Regions from separate parts of the Mus musculus genome. Here regions 1, 3, 4, 5 and 6 are each linked to region 2. The links are chromatin contacts, called in public HiCAR-type, HiChIP or PLAC-seq and promoter capture Hi-C maps. All regions are on one chromosome and are shown on one strand. Each heading gives the region's core, a stretch centred on a gene start, on an enhancer-like site or on the middle of the called end of the contact. The rest is flanking DNA. Distances are from core to core; before and after follow the strand shown.

Region 1 (3,154 bases), core at 418-2,917, 390 kb after region 2:
AAAAACTCTCACTTGTATTTTTTACTTTGGGTATCCTGTTTAATGATATCTTAAACTGGTGCCACAAAAGTTTTCTTAGGCTTTTTTTCCCTAGAAATTTAGTATTATCAGTTTTTTCATTGATGTCTACGATACGTTTTGAGTTAATTTTTCTGAGTGGTTTGAAGCTTTTTATTTTTGCATGTGAAGTCAGTAGTTTTAGGAAGATTCCTTAAAAGAATCTTTACAATCCTTTCAGGTCTATGTGTATGTGTAGGAGTGTATGCCATTTAGAGTGCATGTGAACAATGTCAGAGGACAAATTCATAAAGTCCCTGTGGGTTCTGAGCATAGAACTCAAGTTGCCCTCTCGCCTGCACCACAGGAATTTCTTAATTTACTGAATTACCTTCGCATGCTTTTAAAATCCCACTGAATTAATTGTTAAACATTTACATAAAATATTTAACTAAAGAACAAAAAACCCCCATTTATCCCTCTGTATGTTTGTCTGCCTTTGTGTGACCTAATGGTACATTTGTTATAAATATCAATTTTGTTCTTTGTTAGAATTGTTTTGCAGTTGTCTTCCATTATAGATTTAAGATTAGCTTATTGGTATTAAGAATGCCGGTTAGGATCTGACTGGGTTGCTTGGACTGAAGTCAAACACCAGCTTTTTCCATGAGCATAGAGTACCTTTTTATTTCAGAAAATTTCCTTTCACATACAGGTCATGTGTATCTCTTATTAGGTCATATGTTATCTCATATTAGTCTTGATCATAAACCTTTTAATAGTAAATCACAAGATTTTACCACTTCCGTCCATAAGAGAAATTCTGAAACAGATTAAACAATGTCAACAGTGTTGATTTTTGTAGAAAGGGAGGAAACACTCATTTTACTCATACCACAGTGTGATTCATTAGAAAAGCCCTCATTTCCCTCAGCTGAGCTAAACCAGTTGGCCTTTTATTACTTGCTAACTTTGTAGTAAGGTATACGTGTGTGTAAGTGTTCTTTTCCTTGTTTCAAACAGGTTTTGCTAGGTCCTGTCTCACAAAGGCACACTAGCATTTTACCTTAGGAAGTGTGCTGCATCCGATAGATGGCTGGGATTTGAAGCCAGCCTTGTAAATGTGCTTCAAGACTGAGGTGTTTGATTTTATCAGTCTTACTCACTCACCAACTTATTATATAGTTCTTAATGTATCTTTGTTGTTGTTGCTTCTGCGAATGTTATAAAAATTAGGTTGTTTGTGGATAGATATTGGAACCGAGCCGATGTCTCTGACTCAATATGCTCAGCTTTGCACTGTGAAATGGTGAAAATTAACGAACCATTTTGGTCATGGCACGGGTCCCTGTGCTGAAGGGAGAGCCTGGCCTGGACCATAACTTTTGAAGAACCAGTCAGGTGACATCTGTGCCAAAGCACAGTGGTCAGCAGAGTCGTGTTTGTGCCGCTTTGTAGAGGGATAGCAGCAGATCAATTTAGCTGAGCTGTCTGTAGCAGGTCGGTGGCGAGGGCACAGACACTCCCAAAGCGTAGCCCTCATACCACTGTCCCAGGCTGCTTTGGGTTGTGGCACGAGAAAAATTTGCTCTGTGTAGCCCGGTACATCTGAGGTAAGAACAACTTTATCACCGGAAGAGGGAAAGCGAGAGTCACACAGCTTCCTCCAGCCTCGCCCATCTGTGATGATGTAAATATACGCCAGTCTTTACCGCACTAATCCCTCAGGCCAGTATACAATTCAACTCTTTTGGTGGAGAGCAACCGGCTCTTCGCACCGCTCTAATACATGTTAATAACAAAGATTGCAGCTGTAGCTCTTGTGAACATTTGACCTTGAAGCCTCACAGGAGGACAGACATTGCCGATTTCTACTTGTCCTTGAGTTACAAGAGTAGATAATGAATTAATACAAATTGATAAAGAGTATCTGTCAGGCAGCTGCTGAGGTCATGAGACTGGTATGCGGAAAGAGTGCCCATACAACATGCGTAATACATAATGCAGCCCAGAGAGGTGGGTGGGTCATGGAAGCAGGAAGCGAGCCTCAGAAGGAATGTTGGCTCTGCTAGAGCCACAAGCCCGGAGTGCATGGGCTCACCAGCAGCTAACAGGGAAATGGGAGCGCTTGCTGCTACAGAGACGTAGCCGTAGACGGTGGCAGCACTGTTGCTGTACTGGGGCTTCAAAGACATTGAAGACAGTGCAGGTTGGATTTTTAGAAATTAAAATGTTCATACTACAAATATTAAATGCTTAATGCTTCTTAAGTAGAGGAACTGAACAGGGGGGTGGGAGAGTAGGGGGGCACAGTGAAGAGCCCTTCCTTATTATTTTTGTATGTGCTTGCTACATTTGTAAGTAAAGATTCAGTGCTGGGCTTCCAAACTGCCATTGAGTGCTTGCTGATGGTGGAACATTTCTAAAGTAGCTGTGGAAGGTGTCTAGAGACGGTGAAATGTGTGTAGTTTCCAAATACTTAGGGAATCGTCGCCACTTAGTCCACTCTCTTGACACAGTGTGTATACAGACACACACACACACAGACATAGACACACACACACACAGACACACACACACACACATTTTGTAATTTACATGAGGTATGATTTTATTTAGTGCCTGCTAATTTTTGAGTGAATGTAAAACATTTAAAAAGATTCAGTGTGTTTTTATGGCAAGTTTTTCAGTGTACTTTGCTGTTTTCTCTTGACTTGGGGAATGAAATTCCAGGCTTCCACAGTTGCTACCATACTTTGTCTAGACAATGAGATGTGACTCTTTCTTTGAAGTCATCGATACATACATTGATTTTGGTTCAGGAGCATCAGTTGGTTACTTACATTTTAGTTAATTAGATTTATTTATAAGGAGATTAACATTCAGTGTCTATCACTTTCTAGGAATGACGAGATGAGAAATAGGCTCTCTGATAGTTTGGCGTTTTAGATGATTTGGTAAATTTGGATCGCCTGTCAGTGTCTCAGCTTCTCTGCTGTGCTCTGATCTCCTGGTTGTCTTCCCTGACAGGAGTAAGTTTACATTCCGATGTAGAGAACTTGCATTCCGCCAAGCAGTTCTGACGCACACAAGAATGTGGAGGCCCATACACAGGGCAAGGTTAGGGACACTGGCAGAGGGGGCTTCTGTGCCCAGC
Region 2 (3,362 bases), core at 354-2,853:
GTGTGCATGCGCGCGCATTGTGTAACTTTGTGCCTCTGAGTGCAGTGCCCTTGGGCACCAAAAGGGGGAGGACGACTTCTGACCTGGAGTTGGACTTGGTTGTGAGCTTTCTGATCCACTTGCTGGGAAGAGATCTCCAGTCCCGTGCAAACGCAGCTTATGTTTGTAACTGCTGAGCCATGTTTCTCCATCCTTAACTTTCCTTTGATCAAGTCTAAGAAATCTTGGTGGGTCATTTGTTCACCGTCCTCAAATTTGCTGGAGTCAGAGTGGAACTCAAAAGTAACTAACTCTAGCTCTACTACCTACCATCTGAACCACGTTAGAGCTCTAGGCCGCAAAACAGATTAATAAACTGTTTTGAATGTGGTCAGACTCTTCATAACCGCAGGTTCTTTAACGTCTTGCACCACAGCACAATAAATTCTCAGGGGGTCTGAGGCGTGAAAGCACAGGCAAATGAGTCTAAGCACACACTCAGCTTCCCTAAATCAAAGAATCTATTGAGTTTTTTTTTTTTTTTTTTATGTGCCCAATGTGAACACGAACTAGGAAAGCAATCATTTGTGTGTATATGTGGGCTTAACGCACGCACATATGGGCTTAGTACATGCACAGCTTTTGTGTGACTTATGTACCAGTGGGAACCAACACACCAAAAAACCCAAAAAAACCCCAAAAAACAAAAAAAACCAAAACAAAACCCGGTGACCTGAATAAACTGTTTGTAAATTCAAAATTGAGCCTGCTGATTTACTCTGGTTCCGGCAGTTGCTTGCTGGGACCTCAAATGCAGCAGGGGCCAGAATCCCCAGCAGCAACGTCAGGCACTAAAGTTGCTTCTCCAGCTCAGGCCACGTTTTCTGCTAGGGAGTCCTGGACCCGATAAAATGAGGACCAAGTTCAAGGGCTTTTCTTTCCAAAGAACAAAAACCTCCATAGTTGTGCTCTGGAGCTCAGTAGGTCAAGTGTGTGAAGACTCGTGCACCCCGCCCAACTCTCTAGCCCCAGTAAGAGCCCGGCGAGTGATAACTCCGGGCGTACCCCTAGTGATGTCGGCGCAGGGCGGGTAAAGCTGGCCAATGGAGACGTTAGGCCTCTATGCTCCTCCCCCTCCCCCCACACGCCCCGCCCCACTCCTCCCTACGAGCCTCTCCCGGCTCCACTCTCCGCTTCCCTGGCGCTCCTCCTCCATCGCCCACTCCTCTCTCCCACTCCCTTGTATTCCTCCCAACACGTTCCACTCTTCATCGCCTGCGCTCCTCCCAGTCCCTCTTGCTCCTCCCAGTCCCTCGTGCTGCCTTCTGACGCTCCTCCTCCCTCCTCCCGGCGCTCCTCCCCCTCGCTCGTGCACCCCCCTCCCTGCCATCCTCGTGCTCCTCCCCTCCCTCATGCTCTCCCTCCTCTTCTTCCCGTGCTCCTCCCTCTCCCTCGTGCTGCCCTCTCCGCGCTCCTCCTCCCGCGGGAGCGAGCTGTCAGCCGGGCGGGCCGGCTCCGTCATATGACCGGCCGGCGGCCGCGGCGCCGCACCTTCCGTCCGCTGCAGCGGTCCCGCGCTCGCGCCCCTCCGGGCGGCCGCGCCCCCGTCGCCATGGCCCCGCCGCGGCCGCCGTGGGCTGCGCGCTGAGCCGTCGGGTCCCGGAGCGTGGCCGCCCGCCCGGGCCGCCGCGTGCACGCCATGGCCCCGACCCTGCTCCAGAAGCTCTTCAACAAAAGGGGCGGCGGCGCAGCGTCTGCCCAGGCCCGGCCGCCCAAGGAGGAGCCGGCCTTCAGGTGAGCGCGTGCGAGCGGGAGGGAGGCCTCAGGCGGGCTGCATGGAGACCGGACCCCCGCGCCACCCTGTCCCCTCCTCCTGGGCGGGACCCCGCGCCACCCTGTCCCTTCTTCCCAGATCCTCCTGGGAAAGACCCCAGTCTCTCACTCTCCTCTGTCCCGGTCCTCCCGGGTGGGACCCCACGCCTCTCTCGCCCCTCTTTCTGGGTGGGACCCAGCAGCATCCTCTTCCCTCCCTCGCCGGGTTCTCCCAGGTTGGGCTCCTCTTTCCACTTCTTTCAGGGTCTCAGAGCCGCGAACCGCCCTGTCCCTTTTCTACTGCTCCTTCTGGGTGGAACCTCAGCGCCGTCCTCCTTCCTTGCTCTCCAGGTCTCCCCAGGTGGGAGCCCTGCGCCATCCTCTGCCCTCTTTCCTCAGGTGCCCCACAAAATTTCTCCATATGCCCCCGTGTCTGAGCACGTCTGGGACCGGTGTGTACCTTCCAGGGTCTCTGGAGGGAGAGTCACCTGCGTCTCCCCTGCCCCAGAGCCTGTAAGCTGTCATTTTGCAGGCAGCTCCAACCCACTGAGTATGTGACAGTATTTTGAAGTTGGAAAGGGTGAAGCCACGAAAAAAGCAGCTTCTTTCTTGCAGTGTATGACAAGCTCGCCGGCGGATGAATAAAAGTGTGTAATTTCCTCATCAGTTAGAAGGCTGATGCCGCATGATGAGTGGAAAGGGAGGGAAATGCTTTTTATGAAACGTCTCGGGTTCTAATTTAACAAAGCAGAGGCAGATATTTAATAGTTCATCTTCGGAACACATACCTTTGGATTAGCATGTGTTAAGCTGGCTCAAGACCCACAGCTCTAAGTGGCGGCTGGTCTTGCATTTTGAGCTAAGCAATTGGCTCTCAGTAACATCCCTATACTATTCTGCTTTTGAGTGGTAAGTTTCCAAAGATGCTCTCCTGGGTCCTGTACTGTCTCTCAGCACTACTAGTTGAGAAAACATTTTATTTGCCATTTAAGTTTTCATCACTATAAAACAAAACAAAACAAAACAGAAAACTGAACACCTCACACCGATTCAGACCTTCTAGGGATACTTTATGTTCAGAATGTAAGACTTTGAATTTTTTTTAAAAACAAACAAACAAACAAACAAAGGTCTCATTAGTCCAGGCTGGCTTTAAACTCTTGACAATCTTCCTGCCTTAGCTTCTCAAGTTCTGGGAACACCAACATGAAGCATCGCATTTGAAATGAATTTTGATTAAATCTCATCTCCTTTATTGCATAAAAATTCATTCAAAACACATACAAACACATTCCTATAGTTATATAAGATTTTCTTTTATCTTGTATTTCCAGTTTTATGTAGCCCAGGCTAGCTTCGATCAATTGATGACCTGATCGTCCTGTTAGTGCTTCTCAAGTGTAAGATTACAGTAAGCACGTGCTGCCATCCCTGGCTCCAACTTGGAGAGAATGAGACATTAAACAGAATAGCAGCATTTGTGTGTGTGTGTGTGTGTGTGTGTGTGTGTGTGGTGGGAGGTTGGAAGGTAAATTGTGAGGACTGCCTGGATCATGGTCAGTGCATTTCCG
Region 3 (3,505 bases), core at 30-2,529, 420 kb after region 2:
TGCCTTTGAGGTAGGAGAGGCACGGACGTTTAAAAGTTGACAGGGCAGATCTTTGGTTGGGAGCAGTATGTTCAAATCTGTGGCGATTAGGTAATGAGTAATGTAAGAAGTGTAAGAAGTGGGTGGGAGGCAGGGAGAAGAATCTCCCATCATGATTGGAAAGAATAATTGCCTTTTGTTACGGAGGGGAAGAGAGAAGAGGATGGATACGGTCTTCAGATAGACAAGAGACCCAGTAGGAATCCCTGACAGTGCCAAAGGCCACTGTAAGAGATGACATGTTTTCCATAACTGCTTTCTGTCCTCTCTTCCATTCAAAAGTGTAGCTGCTTGTGAGAGCTGATGGAAGTGTCTTTATTCCTCGTCAGCTGTAATGCAGCCTCCTCCCAGGTAACCTGTGTGCGTAGGTGAAATTAAGACCGTGGGAGAATAACATTTCTTCATTAATTTCAGTTCCACCTCTAGAAGTTTGGTTTGTTTAAAAAAAAAAACAACCCAGGTGGTTTATTATAATATTATTGACACGACCATATGTGCATCTGTGCGTGCGTGCGTGTGTGTGTGTGTGTGTGTGTGTGTGTGTATATGTGTGTGTGTGTGTGTGTGTGTGTGATTTCATCTTCTAAATTTAACAAAGCTTGCTAAGCCTGCATTTTATAAATTTTAAGACAGTCTTATTTACTATGGCACAATAATACTTGAGGGTGGGGCAGAGGTCACATTGATTCCTTTCTCCCCACCTTGGTTAAAAAAAAATTCATATTTTAGTTCAAAGCTGTTCAAGTAAGTCCTTGCTCCGTTTTCCCACCCTGTCTTCAGTGATATTATTTGGAGTCAGCAATCAATGGATTCCATCCCTCTGAGACTTGCTTAACCTACAGCCGCTGATATAATACAGGCAAGAGCTTGTTACTTTATCTGAATTGTCCATCGCTACCTTAATGAGTGAAATGGTTAAGTAGAGGAGGGGGCGAGCCTTAAGGAACGTGTGTACCGTTTGAGCTGAATATTTCAGCGTATATGGGGAGAGGGAGGGAGAGAGAGAAACCCACTTACATCACTAGAACCTCAGCGAGTGTGAGGCTTGCAGGTTAAGAGACAGACTACAGTGTCTTGCTTTCTGCGGGAAGCAGCAATGCCGTTTGTTTCCTAAGAGGGATTTTTTTTTATTTAGAAAAGGAAGCTTTCTCTACCCAGGAAATGGCTTTCCTTGTGCGTTGCTATGCCAACTGCCTGCAGCCATGGTCCTCCAAAGTAAGCACAATAATGTAATTATATTGGTGTATTGCATTCAGACTCATGATTCTTGAGATTGTGTGTGTGTGTGTGTGTGTGTGTGTGTGTGTGCATGTTCCATGTTTCTGTCAGTGACTCCGGCTAGCAGGCATGCTTGTGTTGAGTGTGAGGGACAGACATCATTAAATTAAATGTCCATCAGTGTCATACTGCTGAGATTAATTGTGTAAACTTGGTTAGTGGAGTGGGACAGAGATCACTGGTCACCACTGTCAGCATCATTAGCAGCTAGGGAGGAGGTCCTGATTCACACGCTCTGCCCTGATTTTTTTTTCTCTTCCTCTCTTTTTTTTCCTTGGTTGGAGGGGTCTGTATGTGTGATTGCAAATGAAACAAGAGTGTTAACAATGCTTGGCTGAATGCTAGAGACTAGCTTTTCACCACCCTGGCTAATATAATTCTGTATTAAGCCTTTTGGAGGGGAGTCTGTGTGCAGTCAGCCATTTTAGCTTTTTTTTCCCCCCTTTTCTTTTGCCTCTTGTTCTTCAGCCTCAGAAATGATCTCGTTCTATCAGAAGCCTGAAGGCTGGGTGAGGTTCCCTCAGCCTTGTCAGAGCCTCCGAGGGTTAGAGTTTCAGTGTGATAAAAATGGAGCCGAGCCCTGTCGTTCAGATTCCTTTTCTGTCTACAAGTGTGAAGGGTTTTTAGGCTCACCAGTAGTGACACTTTAAGCTGCAGCCTGGTTTTCCCTCCTCCCTCTTTTTTTTTTTCCTCCCCTCTTTTTCTTTTAATTTCATGCTGTAGAGGGTGACTTGCCGTCGTGAGAGGTTGGTACATGATGTGTAAATTCAGTTCAGCATATGTTTCTTCATTATGAAACCACTGGCCGCGCCTGCTAACCATGGAGTTCTGGGCCAGCAGGAGAAGCAGTCTGTAAGTATCCAGGCGCTGCCGGCATCGTGGGCTGCCTGGCTGGGGGGCAGGCGATGTGGGGAGCAGGCAGGGAGTTCTTTTCCATGGAGCGTTGCTCTTCTCCAGGGGAAGCAGTGTTTTAGAGGGTAGAGAGAGATCCTCTGCTCAGAGGAGGGAGGGAAGGAGGGAGGGAGGGTGAGCTACAGCTCACTCATTCTTCCGATTTTCTGTGATTTCTGAAAATCTTAAGCAAGACCAACAGTTCATTTAAACAGGACCACTAACATTGAGAAATACTAGACAGCTAATTATTATTTTTTTTTGTCATTAGAAAATAATATAGTTTTCAGTAAATGCCCAAGCAGTTTGAGAAACCAGTTTTGGTTGAATTTAGTGAATCATTATAAGAGGTTCTGGCCCATGGGAATCTGGCAAGGAATGCACGTGGAGGTGGGTGGGAGGGTGGGGGCTCTGGCTATTGATTTGGCAATGAAACCATCGGTGGTACACTTCTGACTCCTTAACATTTGTTAATTGGTGGTGAAAGCACACTGTATTGTTTTAGTGCCACAGGAAAGATTACTGCTCCTTTGTAATTGGTCCCATGAGTCAGCTGTGCGATTGTCTTGCTGAAATCCCACAGGCAACAACTGCTATTTGTGAGAAACATATTTCTGTGTCTAACTCCAGGTCAGAGCCTCCTGTTCCGGGAATATGTGCACTCCTGTAGTGCGACTTTTGTGTCACCATGTTACAAGTTTTTTGCCGTTTTGCCAGTTCATGATATTGACATATATATGTGTGCATATGTATGTATGTGAACACATATATGTATATGTATGTGTATGTACATACACACATATATGTTATTCTCCTTATAATGTGCTCAGATTTAGGTGGGTGTATAAGCATTTTAGAACTGTCTCCTTACATATCCTAGACCTGTACATTATGATATAGGAGTTAGTTTTAATTTATTGTAAGAATTGATGCAGTAGTGTTGAACTTTAAAAATACTTATAAACCACTAAAGCCTTGGAAATGAGTAAGTAGGATGCCATGGATTAGAGTATTTGGTTTCGGTTTTGTCATCAGTAAGTGATGAGCTCTTCCGTTGGGTGCAGGGAAGTTCCTTAGATGCAGTGACCCTGAGGAGGTGAATGAGCCTCCCTGGCAAATTCCAGTTCCGTGCCTTGTCCAGCCCTATCCTGGTCGGGTTCTAGGTGTGTTTCCTTGATGAAATCTCTTCAGACCTAATCTAGAAAAGAGCCACCATATGCCTCATTTTCCAAAAGAAAGGTTGTCAAGCAGAACTCGCACTGGAGTCTGATTTTAGTGCAGGTCTTTGGCGCCCAGC
Region 4 (3,587 bases), core at 144-2,643, 480 kb after region 2:
ATTCAAAATCTTAGTTTTTTCTTCAGAGGCTGATGGGTTGTGATGATTTGTACATTCTCTGCCCCATGGAATGGCACTATTAGGAGGTGTAGTTTTGTTGGAGTGGGTGTGTCGCTGTGGGTGTGGGCTTTAAAACCCTCATCCTAGCTGCCTGGAAGCCAGTATTCTGCTAGCAGCCATCAGATGAAGATGTAGAACTCTCAGCTCCTCCTGCACCATACCTGCCTGGAGCTACCATGTTTCCACCTTGATGATAATGGACTGAACCTCTGAACCTATAAGGCAGCCCCATTTAAATGATGTCCTTAGGAGAGTTGCCTTGATCATGGTGTCTATTCACAGCAGTAAAACCCTAAAATAAAAGTGTTGCAGTAGGCTCTCTCTGCAGTAGTCCAGGCTGGCATACAACTCAGAATCCTGTTTCTCATCTGCTGGGATTACACATGTTGCCACCACACCCTCCTCTATTTCTTATAACTTAAACTTTCTTGATGGCCGGGGAGAGGGCTCTGTGAGTAAAGTGCTTACTGTGCATGGTCTTCATACTCATAGCTAGTATAATTTTTATGATGGAATATTTACCCAATCTTTGTTTTTTCAAATACTTGTTATGAGCCACATGCTGGACTGTGTTTATGAGTCTGCTGCAAAAGGAATTGTCGTGTCAGACTCTGAACTTTACATCTTATAATTATATTTAAATTAAATAGATTGAAAGCTTTAAATCTAATAAAAATCAAACATGTTTATCAAAATAGGACCTATTACAGTCAAAGTATGCTTACCAGTAAGAAATAGATTTGTCTTTTCCAAAATCTATGTTTTAGGATTCAACTACAACTTAATATTTTCTTCATCCAGATGGTTGTAGAAGCATTTTCCCTACAAAAATTGTGGTAGAAGTCAGGTCAGTGTGGTGGATGAAGGTCAACTTTAGACCAGTTGAACTTTTGTTCAACTTTGGAAGCAATGTATATCATATGGTTGAATGTTGCCATGGAGAAGAATCAGGTCCTTTCTGTTGACCAGTGCTGGATGAAGGCATTGCATGTTTTAGTTGGTGTATCTCATGATTAGTTGAACATACTTCTTGGATGTGATAGTTTTAGCCAGGATTCAAAAAGCTGTAGTGGGTCAGACTAGCAGCAGACCACCTAGTGGTGACCATGACTTATTTGGTACAAGTTTAGTTTGGGAAGTACTTTGGAGTTATGTCTAGGTCCAGACACAGAGTTGGTCATTACTGATCATCATATTCAATCTTTATCACATGACACAGTCTGATGAAGAAATAGTTCATTTGTTATTGCAGAAAACAAACAAAACAGAAGGGCCAGCCACTAAAGGCACCAGCTACCAAGCCTGGTCACCAGGGTTTAATCCCTGGACCCACGTGTTAGAAGGGAGACCTGGCTCCTGGAATTTGTCTTCTCGCCTTCATATGCTTGCTGGGATAACCTCCAACACACGCATACTCACATGCATGGAATGGTGAATGAATGAATGAATGAACGAACATATGAATGAATGAATATTAAAAATGTTAAGAACATAAACAGAAGTATAAAGGCAAATGGTTTGTCCCTTGCCCAGTTTTAGCTGCCACTCCCTCCCTAGTCAGGATTGGCACGACCCCTAGGGCGTTGTATAAGTTCCCATGCACACAGAGGTGTTGTGTTGCCTTGTACATCCTGCTTTGTTTTAGTGAGCATCATTTCATCCAATCTCTCTTCTCTGCTCCCCCTCAGTGGCCTAAACCTGGCACCGGTGGCAAGACTACGAACCACCTGGGAAAAGCTTCCCAATAAATATGAAAAGCTGTTCCAGGACCTGCAAGACCTGTTTGATCCTTCCAGAAACATGGCAAAGTACCGCAATGTCCTGAGTGGCCAGAACTTACAGCCTCCTGTCATTCCCCTGTTCCCTGTCATCAAGAAGGACCTCACGTTTCTCCATGAGGGTGAGCGCAGGTGGGCACTGTCTGTCCTGGTGGGTAACTCAGAATGGACACTGTGTGACTTCTTGTCCCTCCTCTGTTAATATCAGGAAATGACTCAAAAGTAGACGGACTGGTCAACTTTGAGAAGCTGAGGATGATTGCAAAAGAAATCCGTCACGTTGGCCGAATGGCATCAGTCAACATGGACCCTGCCCTTATGTTCAGGACTCGGTACGTGAGTTATTGGCCATGGCATGTGTCGGGTAAAAAGGTTAAAGTGAGCTTGACCACAGTAAGGAAAAGCTGAATAGTTAGACAGGAGTCATTATGATGTGCTGAGACAGTCACCTTCAAGCTTCCGTTTGTGGTGCTGTCTCTGAATTGGATCCAGGGCACATATGACAGTAATGCCAGCAGCTTGTCCTTCAGATAGTTTTAGTGAATGTTGGGTATAATGTTTACTTCTTATTGTCAGACCACTGAAGTGCAGAGTTAAAGCTGTAATCGGTAGCACTAGCTGGAGCAGAATTGTCATAATGTCCATGCACTGTGTTCATCTGTTGGTGCAGTAAGCAGTGGTTAGCTCAGTGGAGGGAAGGAACAAAATTGTAGTCCTCTAAGCCAGAGAGATGTATGTAGTGGATGTGTGCGAGGTGACTATGCAGTTAATGTCTGTGGGCTTCTAGAACTGCTTGTCCAGAAGTCTGGTCCTTTCTTTCTGAGCTTGTGATCTTTCTGTCTCTTTCTACACCCGTGCTTCAATCTCCGTGGCTCACTTACAGGAAGAAGAAGTGGCGGAGTCTGGGGTAAGTGGCAGAGCCTTTGCACGCTCAGTTCTTGCTCATCTTGCCGTGCCATTGTTTTCTTACCTGCTATGTTTTCTGAAGCTTTGCTGCTTTTTTTTTTTTTTTTCCTTAACCCTCTTGCTCTATCAGAATTTCAGATGCAAACTGACTTCAGATTTAATGTGTTGGGGCATTCCTGAAGTCAGGGCCACCAGAGCTGTGAAATGATTGCTATCATTCTGGGAAAATGTAGACGAGACATATTTCTCGGCTGTCTGAAAGATTGTATTGAAACACAATTTGTGTGTTTTGAAATGAAAAAGCTTAAGAAGCTGGGGAGGGAAGCATGCTCTTAGAAGGTAGAAATGGTGCAACTCAATAAGCCCTACCTATTGCACAGATGCAGGAGTGGGGTCAGGCACCCTCACTCCTTAAAACCGAAGTTTCTACAGCTCAACTAACTACTGTTTTCATTCTATATGAATCAGCCCCCTTCAAAAATAATTCCTAACAATTCATGTACTAAATAGTTTCCATAATAAATGTTTACATTTGCATGATCGTTGTATTAACAGATTTACTGTTTTAAAAACTCACCACATTCGGGCTGGAGAGATGGCTCAGAGGTTAAGAGCACTGACTGCTCTTCCAACAGTCCTGAGTTCAAATCCCAGCAGCCATAACCATCTATAATGAGATCTGATGCCCTCTTCTTGTGCTTCTGAAGACAGCTACAGTGTACTTACATATGATAATAAATAAAATAAATCTTTAAGCCAGAGGGAGTGGGGCTGACCAGAGTGTGCAGAGGTCCTGAATTCAAATTCCCAGCAACCACATGATGGCTCACAACCATCAGTACA
Region 5 (3,266 bases), core at 333-2,832, 310 kb after region 2:
TTTAAAATTAGACACATGTTAAACAAAATTATTGTTATTTATTCTTAATTTTTAGATGGCATCCTGTAGACAGCCTTCTACTTTTCTATCTTTTCTTGTCTGCCTCAGAACTGCTGTGATCATGAAATATATATCATCATGCCTGGTTTTTATCGTCGTCATCATCATCATCATTGTCATTTCTGGTTTTTTTTTTTTTTTTTTGAGATTGGGTTTCTCTGTGTAACAACTCTGGCTGTCCTGGAACTTACTTTATAGACCATGCTGGTCTCAAAGTCACAGAGACCCACCTGCCTTTGCTGGGGTTAAAGGTATATGGCATCATGCCCAGTGTAGCTTTATTATTTTTAATTATACCCTTTTAAAGAACTAACTCAGTTTCATTCTCTTGGATTATCTGGCCTCTTGGATTATCTGGCAGCAGTACAGTTAGTTACTGATTTTATTTATTTAATTTTAAGGTTTTTTGTTTTTTAGTTTATGTGTATGCATGTTTGCCTGCATGCATGTATGTGCACTATGCATGTGCCTGGTGGTGTTTTTTTTTTTTTTTTTTAATAATGCCAGCAGTGGTGGCTCATGCCTTTTTTTTTAATTAATTAATTTATTTATTATCTGTAAGTACACTGTAGCTGACTTCAGACACACCAGAAGAGGGTGTCAGATCTCGTTATGGGTGGCTGTGAGCCACCATGTGGTTGCTGGAATTTGAACTCAGGACCTTTGGAAGAGCAGTCGGCGCTCTTAACCACTGAGCCATCTCCGCCAGCCCCGTGTTCTTAAGGCCAGAAGAGGGTGTCAGATCCTCCAGAGCTGGAATTCTAGATTGTTGTGAGTTACCATGTTGGTGCTGGGAACTGAACCCAGTCCTCTTAACTATTAAGCCATTGCTCTAGCCCTGATATTTAATAATTTTAATAACATGTAAGATTAACTGAAAGCTAATTTGTCACCAGAGACCATGTTAAGCACTTGTTGCTATTGGTATTTTTAGCTCTTAGGTTTCTTTATTCCCCCCCCCCCCCCGTCGTCTCTCTCCTTCCCTCCCTCCCTCCCTTCTCTCTGTCTCTCTCGCTCTCTTTCTTTTTTTCTGTGTGTGTTTGGTTGATTTTTCTTTTTTTTTCTTTGTTTGTTTGTTTGTTTGTTTGTATGTGTACACTTAATTCCACCATCAGAGTTGGCATGTTGAAGAGAACTCTGACGTCCAGTTGAGTTGTTCAGGCTTTGGTACCTTGAGCTGTATTAAGGATTGATTGCCTTTTTGGTTGGTCTGTGTGTGGTAGAGAACCGTTTTTTTTTTTTTTTTTGTTTTTTTCTTTTTTTCTTTTTCTTTTCCTACAAGTAAACTAGCCAGGAGTCTGGGACTGTGGGGAACAGAATTGGCAGGCTTCTTATTTCCACTCCTGGTGAAATTTCAGTATGGAGTCTGCTAACACTGTCTCTGTGTAGGGGCTTAGCTGGAGATCTTGGCTTCCAGTGCCAGACTGCAGTGACTAGGGAACAGCCTCTCATCTAGGGAGCCAGCTTTCTGGTTGGAAGCCACAGCAGGGTGGTTTGCATGGGAGAGTAGAACATTCCTGGCATTTCTAACCTTTGCCCTAGGGATCCTGGCTTCAGTTGTCAGCGACTCTGTTGTCTGATGTGTGTTCAGAGAGACAGTTGGATTAGTGTTTGACCAGGATTGAGAAACATTTATTCAGATAGCCTAAGAACAGCTTGAAAGATTGTATCTTATGTAGGAGCCCTGCTCAGATCCTTTCAAGTTATGTGACTTGAGTAACACTGTGGTCTGGTCTGGTCCAGTCTGGTCAGGTCTGGGGTCCGGGGTCCAGGTTTCGGTCCGGTTGGATCTGGTCGGGTCTGATCCCCCCCCCCCTTTCTTTCGAGACAAATTACTGCTGTGTAGCTTAGCTCAGGCAGGTCTGGAATTCACTGTGTAGCCTAGGTTGGACATGAACTTATCCTCTTGCTTCCATATTCTGAGTGCAAGGATTTCAGGCACGTGCCACTGTACCTGGCTCCAGCATCCCTTTATGATTGGACCTCACAGTCTCAATGACCGAATGAAAGACAGATTTAACTTGATGTGTTTGGGATTGTGAGCTCTCAAGGAGTCCTAGCTGCTTCTGAAGTCCTAAAGTAATCCCTTCTGATGTTTGGTTGTTGTACTGTCTGGTTGTGTGTGTCAACTTGACACAGCTGGAGTTATCACAGAGAAGGGAGCTTCAGTTGGGGAAATGCCTCCATGAGATCCAGCTATGAGGCATTTTCTCAATTAGTGATCAAGAGGGAAAGGCCCATTGTGAGTGGTGCTATCTCTGGGCTGGTAGTCTTGGTTCTATAAGAGAGCAGGCTGAGCAAGCCAGGGGAAGCAAGCTAGTAAGGAACATCCCTCCATGGCCTCTGCATCAGCTCCTGTTTCCTGATCTGCTTTAGTTTCAGTCCTGACTTCCTTTGGTGATGAACAGCAATTTGGAAGTGTAAGCTGAATAAACCCTTTCCTCCCCAACTTGCTTCTTGGTCGTGATGTTTGTGCAAGGTTTCTATTCAGAAACCCTGACTAAAACAGTTGTGATGGGTGTGTCTGTTTAAATATGTTGTTGAGTCTTTGACTTTCAGACTATGTGTTTTCATCTGTGGCAAGATCTCTGGTCTTCTGGTACATAGACGGCACCTTCATTACTTCAAGAGAGACAGTCACAGCACCTCAGAATGGAGACGTTTCAAAAGTTCCTGGCTTTTTTCTGTGATATTTTCTCATTTATCTTACCCCCCTCCATTTAAATTATAACTTCTCTTTTCAAACCATTCTTTGTTCTCTATTTCTCACACTCTTATTTTCTTCTATTTTTGTGGGATGCTGGGTCAGAAAGGAAGGTTAAGTACACAGTCTGCTATGTGGATGCTTGTTTTCTTCTGGTAATTGACAGTTAACTTGCATTCTGAGTGCTCATGGTCGTGATTTCTGTCTCTGGAATGTTTTCAGGGTTTTAGAAGTGCTAATCACTTGTACCTCCACTATATATTTTTAAAAATTAATGTTTCCAGTAAGTTTTTTCTTTTCTTTTTTCTTTTTTTCTTTTTTTGTATGGTTCACACTTAAGTCATACAGAAGGGTGCATGGTGGAAGTTTCCTCTGCCTCCTGGAGGCACTGCATAGTTCCCACTCCTTTTGTGATGCCACTATAGGTGCTTGTGTATTCTTCTGGAGTCTTCCTTCCCAGCCACAGTGCATCTGCAGTGTACTCTAAGCATACCTTGCTGAT
Region 6 (3,574 bases), core at 66-2,565, 440 kb after region 2:
AAAAAAAAAAAAAAAAGAAAGCAAAGGCCAGGAAGTGGGAGTTGTATACTTCTTAATTGTGCATATTGCATTTTCCTTTAAAAAGGAAAAAAACAAGCCTTTTGTTTGGGGAAAATAATTTAATGCAGAAGGTATAAGACAGAGCATGAGTATTTGCTTTCTTGTTCTAAACACAGTGTTTGTGTGACGTTAGGATGAGATCTTCTGTCTGATTTTTCTCACCCCACTCCAGTACGGAGAGAAAGCTCTCCTGGCCTATGCATATTTGTGTGTGTTGTATGTGACACTTGTTCTCATAGGGTGAGAACCTAAGAGGATGTTCTTGGTTTACTATAAACAGAATTTTTCCCGCTAATTTTATGACACCCAGTTTTAGGAAATAATTCAAATAAATGTATATTTAAAAAAGGACTTAATTTTAAGTAAATGTTCTTTATTCATTTTCACAAATTTAAAGGTTGCGCCTGCTCTGTATCAGATTGTTAGGGTTCAAGTAAAAACTTCTGCTGTTCATTCAGATGTGCTGTCTGCGTGGTGGGAAGACCCGGGAGTTTAGAATGGTCTAGATTTTTAATACAGTTATTTGATGATATGGAAATTCTCTGATATTTTAATTTATCATTTTTAAGCATACATTGCAAATATAAATAACTGTCATAGAAAAATAAATGAGTTATTTAGCTTGAAAGATAGACATTACTTGGGGAATCTGATTAATGATGGGCATCAGTCTAAAGAGTGAGTTTTCATTAAAATAAAAGGCGAAGACATTTCATGTATGTAATTGAAATTTTAGTATGGGAAGGCTCTGGCATAACAGTCTCACAGTATGGAGGACAGAAAGAAGCACTGCAGACAGCACATCTCTTTTCTTTTTTTTATATAAAGAAATCCTTTCTTGTTCTGAAAAATTAGTGTTGTTATGTAACCATTTAAGAATGTATCTGAAGCCTGATGTTAAGTGAGTCAGATCCAGCTTCCCAAGGATGCTTCTTTACAGTGGAATTCAGGGGCTTGCCAGATTCCTGAGCCATGACTTCATTCTCCAACCCCTCCCCAGATTTACATGCACTGAAACGCTGAGAAACCACACAGAAGCGCTGATGCCAAACCTTCACGTGCTGTGATGGAACTGTCCATATCTTAGCGACCAACTTCCGATTGAAACTTTTGTATCATCAAAGCAACCTGAATGCTCCACCCCCCCCCACCACCCCTGCCCCAACACACACACACACACACACACACACACCGCTGCCCTGGTTTGGAGTCTCCTTTCAGTTTCCTCAGAGTATCAGTTGTTCCTTCTGAGCTTGTCCCAACATCAGCCAACCCAGAATGGCACCTGTGTCTTTCTAGCCCAGTAGCACAGTACTCCACTGACCCCACCTATTGCCTGTGCTCCCCACTCGCCCACTGCAGCACCTTCCTGGAGGAAGAAACTTTCATAAGCTCCCTCTTGCTCATGGCCTCAGGGAATCCTTCAGGAATTGAGAAAATTGAACATCATCTCATAAGTAAATACAACTTTATGGCCCTGGTGACCAGTCACCCGGAGAGGAGGCATGTGATCATGAGAGGTTGCTTCTTGTCAGTTTCGTTATACAGGATCGTGTATGGGAGAATTTGGAGGTGCCTGTTCCAATAGTAACTCATCTCTTCTTACCTTGCTTAACTGTGGCTGGGAGTATGAGTCTGCTCATTTCAGAATTCCTCACAGATTTGAACTGTTTTTACTGAAACATAAGCTTCTGTAAGTCGGACACTCTATTGCCTTCTCCCTCCTTCCATGGTAATAGTTATTGTTCACCTTGTGATTAAGCATGTCCCTCCTTAATTAACTCATACGTTCCCTGGAGGCTGCTTGGCATCCCTGTGGCTTCTCCCTTTTGCTCTCCAGTTTCCCACAGTTAGTAGAAACACTAGAGCAGACTTTGTGTGGTTGAGCATATAGCTGATTTACTTGGTGCTCTTTGTATTTGGTGTGGATCAGTTTCTCTTGATACTACTCTACAATGGGATGGAAAGGATCCTGTCTCAGGAAGCTTGCTGGTCCTGTTGGTACCCTTGAAAGCACTGAAGGGTGAGGTTCATTTGTAAAGGCATAGCGATGTGAATGGGACTATCCAACCCCATTTGTACTTTACAAACTCCAACTATGTTTCTGTATTGGGGGCAGCACACATTCCCCAGCACGTTTAGAAGATCATAAGTGCAGGTTTAGTTGTTTAACTTTACTTAAAAATATAAGTGAACTCTTGTTTTATATTTCTGTGGCTTTTTAATTTTTTTTAAACTGACATGTGTATTCACACACATGCAACTTTGAATCAATGCTTTAGCTCAAAAGGAAGAACAGGCTGAGATTCTTATCTTCTGTTAACATTGCTTAATTCTTGAATCTTTTCTCTTTCACTTTTGAGATTATAATGTAATGACATCATTTCCCCCTTTTCCTTCCTTCCTCCTCTGATCCTCCCATACACTCTCCTCGCTTTCTTTCAAATTCATAGCCTCCTTTTTATTAATGGATTGTTGTGCATGCATATATGCATGTGTGTGTGTACATATGTGTGTGTATGTACACACACACACACACACATACACACACCCCTAGATATATCCTGCTCAGTCCGTGACTGTTACTTGCCTGTACATTTCAGGGCTGAGCCTTTGGCGTTGGACATCCAGCTGGTGTGCTCTTCCCTGGGAAAGACTGTTTCTCCCACTCTCCGCACTCCTTAGTTGCTATCGTTCTTTGAGTAGAGATGAGGCTTTGTGGGCTTTCTCCTGTCCACATTGGCATGTCTGTCTGTGTCATACTCGTTACACTCATGCTTAGGCAGTCATGTTGGTGAGACTATGGGTATCGCTTCTGACATCAGCAGGAGACACATTCTCACAGCAAACTACCTGATCCTCTGACCCTTAACAGTCTTTCTGAAACCTCAAAGAATCTATCCCTTATGGTATCAAAATACTGTCTTCCTCATACCGTTATCTTGATCATCATCATCATCATCATTATTAATTAATATTATTATATTTTTATGTGATTTCTTGTTACCATAGCTTCAGAGCGGAAGCCTGGCCCAGCAGTTCCAACAGATGCGCGGAGACCATCTATGTCAGTGGTTGTCAGTGACAGAGATAAGTCATGGGGGAAAAGCAGAAACCATTTCAATCAGTGCATTGGAAAAGGGGGTCTAGTTAATCTAAGTTTGTCTTTAGGAGTTGACATGAGCTCTAGATTTATGAAGAGAACTGAGGTAGGGAGCGAGAGGTATGCATGGTAGTCTTGGTCGAGTGCGGCCTGGCTGATCATTATCTCAGTTCTGACTCTCCTGACTTCACTTGAGAGCAGTTGGTTGTCCAGGGTGTAGCCTCATCACAGTAGCTAAGTGTCCTCATGCATGGCAGGGCCTGTCCTGGGAAGCCTTGCTGATCCTGCAGTCTAAGGAGACTTTAGGACCTCGGTGCCTTCGGTTTTGAAGGGGGGTGAGACAGGTTAAGTAGACAGACTCCCCCAGAGTCTGCAAAAGTATGCCTGTACGAGTAAAGAAGCAGACTGACC

What was found. Promoter capture Hi-C pulls out the DNA fragments that hold promoters and counts their contacts. HiCAR-type assays count read pairs that join an accessible place to other places. HiChIP or PLAC-seq counts read pairs in DNA pulled down with a chosen protein or histone mark.
Region 1: a contact with region 2 is called in a promoter capture Hi-C map of second pharyngeal arch cranial neural crest. The contact joins the enhancer-like site here to the promoter of Fnip2 in region 2. A contact is called at or near these places in 17 of 39 promoter capture datasets (the 3T3-L1 cell line, 3T3-L1-derived adipocytes, the C10 cell line and 12 more), 3 of 484 Hi-C or Micro-C datasets (bone marrow-derived macrophages, granulocyte-monocyte progenitors and muscle stem cells), 11 of 115 datasets of contacts at active chromatin or transcription factors (the NIH/3T3 cell line, acute myeloid leukemia, bone marrow-derived macrophages and 8 more) and 3 of 9 other capture datasets (adipose tissue, liver and pancreatic islet).
Region 3: a HiCAR-type map of astrocytes shows a contact between it and region 2, with 2.6 times the contacts expected there. The contact joins the promoter of Rapgef2 here to the promoter of Fnip2 in region 2. A contact is called at or near these places in 10 of 39 promoter capture datasets (the 3T3-L1 cell line, cranial neural crest, embryonic stem cells and 5 more), 2 of 484 Hi-C or Micro-C datasets (cerebral cortex and nephron progenitors), 4 of 115 datasets of contacts at active chromatin or transcription factors (astrocytes, bone marrow-derived macrophages, effector CD8 T cells and 1 more) and 3 of 9 other capture datasets (adipose tissue, liver and macrophages).
Region 4: a promoter capture Hi-C map of liver shows a contact between it and region 2, with 4 times the contacts expected there. The contact joins the enhancer-like site here to the promoter of Fnip2 in region 2. A contact is called at or near these places in 7 of 39 promoter capture datasets (the 3T3-L1 cell line, cranial neural crest, liver and 2 more), 3 of 115 datasets of contacts at active chromatin or transcription factors (embryonic stem cells, fibro-adipogenic progenitors and stem cell-derived neural progenitor cells) and 1 of 9 other capture datasets (embryonic stem cells).
Region 5: a contact with region 2 is called in a promoter capture Hi-C map of embryonic stem cells, with 2.1 times the contacts expected there. The contact joins the enhancer-like site here to the promoter of Fnip2 in region 2. A contact is called at or near these places in 10 of 39 promoter capture datasets (the C10 cell line, the HPC-7 cell line, cranial neural crest and 7 more), 10 of 115 datasets of contacts at active chromatin or transcription factors (bone marrow-derived macrophages, embryonic forebrain, embryonic hindbrain and 7 more) and 2 of 9 other capture datasets (adipose tissue and liver).
Region 6: a contact with region 2 is called in an H3K4me3 HiChIP or PLAC-seq map of forebrain, with 4 times the contacts expected there. The contact joins the enhancer-like site here to the promoter of Fnip2 in region 2. A contact is called at or near these places in 6 of 39 promoter capture datasets (the 3T3-L1 cell line, cranial neural crest, frontonasal cranial neural crest and 3 more), 1 of 484 Hi-C or Micro-C datasets (embryonic stem cells) and 5 of 115 datasets of contacts at active chromatin or transcription factors (bone marrow-derived macrophages, epiblast stem cells, fibro-adipogenic progenitors and 2 more).

Annotation. Positions count from the first base shown.
Region 1 is chr3:79,180,259-79,183,412 of GRCm38.p6, reverse strand. It overlaps a transcript of Rapgef2 not described here. Among named protein-coding and RNA genes, the nearest start is that of Gm24150, 15 kb to the left of the region's middle. Within about 2 kb of position 1,667, at least 240 of the 459 cell types and tissues checked have an H3K27ac peak or open chromatin away from gene starts, as enhancers often do. A contact at or near this core is called in the NIH/3T3 cell line, acute myeloid leukemia, adipose tissue and 13 more, where this site is marked.
Region 2 is chr3:79,565,920-79,569,281 of GRCm38.p6, reverse strand. It overlaps Fnip2 (folliculin interacting protein 2), which reads left to right and starts at 1,603. Exons shown (of 17, transcript NM_001162999.2): 1 at 1,603-1,773. The coding sequence starts at 1,679. It overlaps 4930589L23Rik (RIKEN cDNA 4930589L23 gene), which reads right to left and starts at 1,090. Exons shown (of 2, transcript NR_152118.1): 1 at 84-1,090.
Region 3 is chr3:79,143,520-79,147,024 of GRCm38.p6, reverse strand. Rapgef2 (Rap guanine nucleotide exchange factor (GEF) 2) reads left to right here and starts at 1,279. Exons shown (of 24, transcript NM_001310536.2): 1 at 1,279-2,169. The coding sequence starts at 2,110.
Region 4 is chr3:79,081,782-79,085,368 of GRCm38.p6, reverse strand. It overlaps Rapgef2 (Rap guanine nucleotide exchange factor (GEF) 2), which reads left to right. Exons shown (of 24, transcript NM_001310536.2): 15 at 1,749-1,960; 16 at 2,047-2,170; 17 at 2,722-2,745. Among named protein-coding and RNA genes, the nearest start is that of Gm52609, 27 kb to the right of the region's middle. Within about 2 kb of position 1,393, at least 2 of the 459 cell types and tissues checked have an H3K27ac peak or open chromatin away from gene starts, as enhancers often do. A contact at or near this core is called in liver, where this site is marked.
Region 5 is chr3:79,260,462-79,263,727 of GRCm38.p6, reverse strand. It overlaps a transcript of Rapgef2 not described here. Among named protein-coding and RNA genes, the nearest start is that of 6430573P05Rik, 25 kb to the left of the region's middle. Within about 2 kb of position 1,582, at least 69 of the 459 cell types and tissues checked have an H3K27ac peak or open chromatin away from gene starts, as enhancers often do. A contact at or near this core is called in adipose tissue, embryonic stem cells and extraembryonic endoderm stem cells, where this site is marked.
Region 6 is chr3:79,126,867-79,130,440 of GRCm38.p6, reverse strand. The region is part of intron 1 of Rapgef2 (Rap guanine nucleotide exchange factor (GEF) 2); the gene reads left to right. Among named protein-coding and RNA genes, the nearest start is that of Rapgef2, 17 kb to the left of the region's middle. Within about 2 kb of position 1,315, at least 83 of the 459 cell types and tissues checked have an H3K27ac peak or open chromatin away from gene starts, as enhancers often do. A contact at or near this core is called in bone marrow-derived macrophages and forebrain, where this site is marked.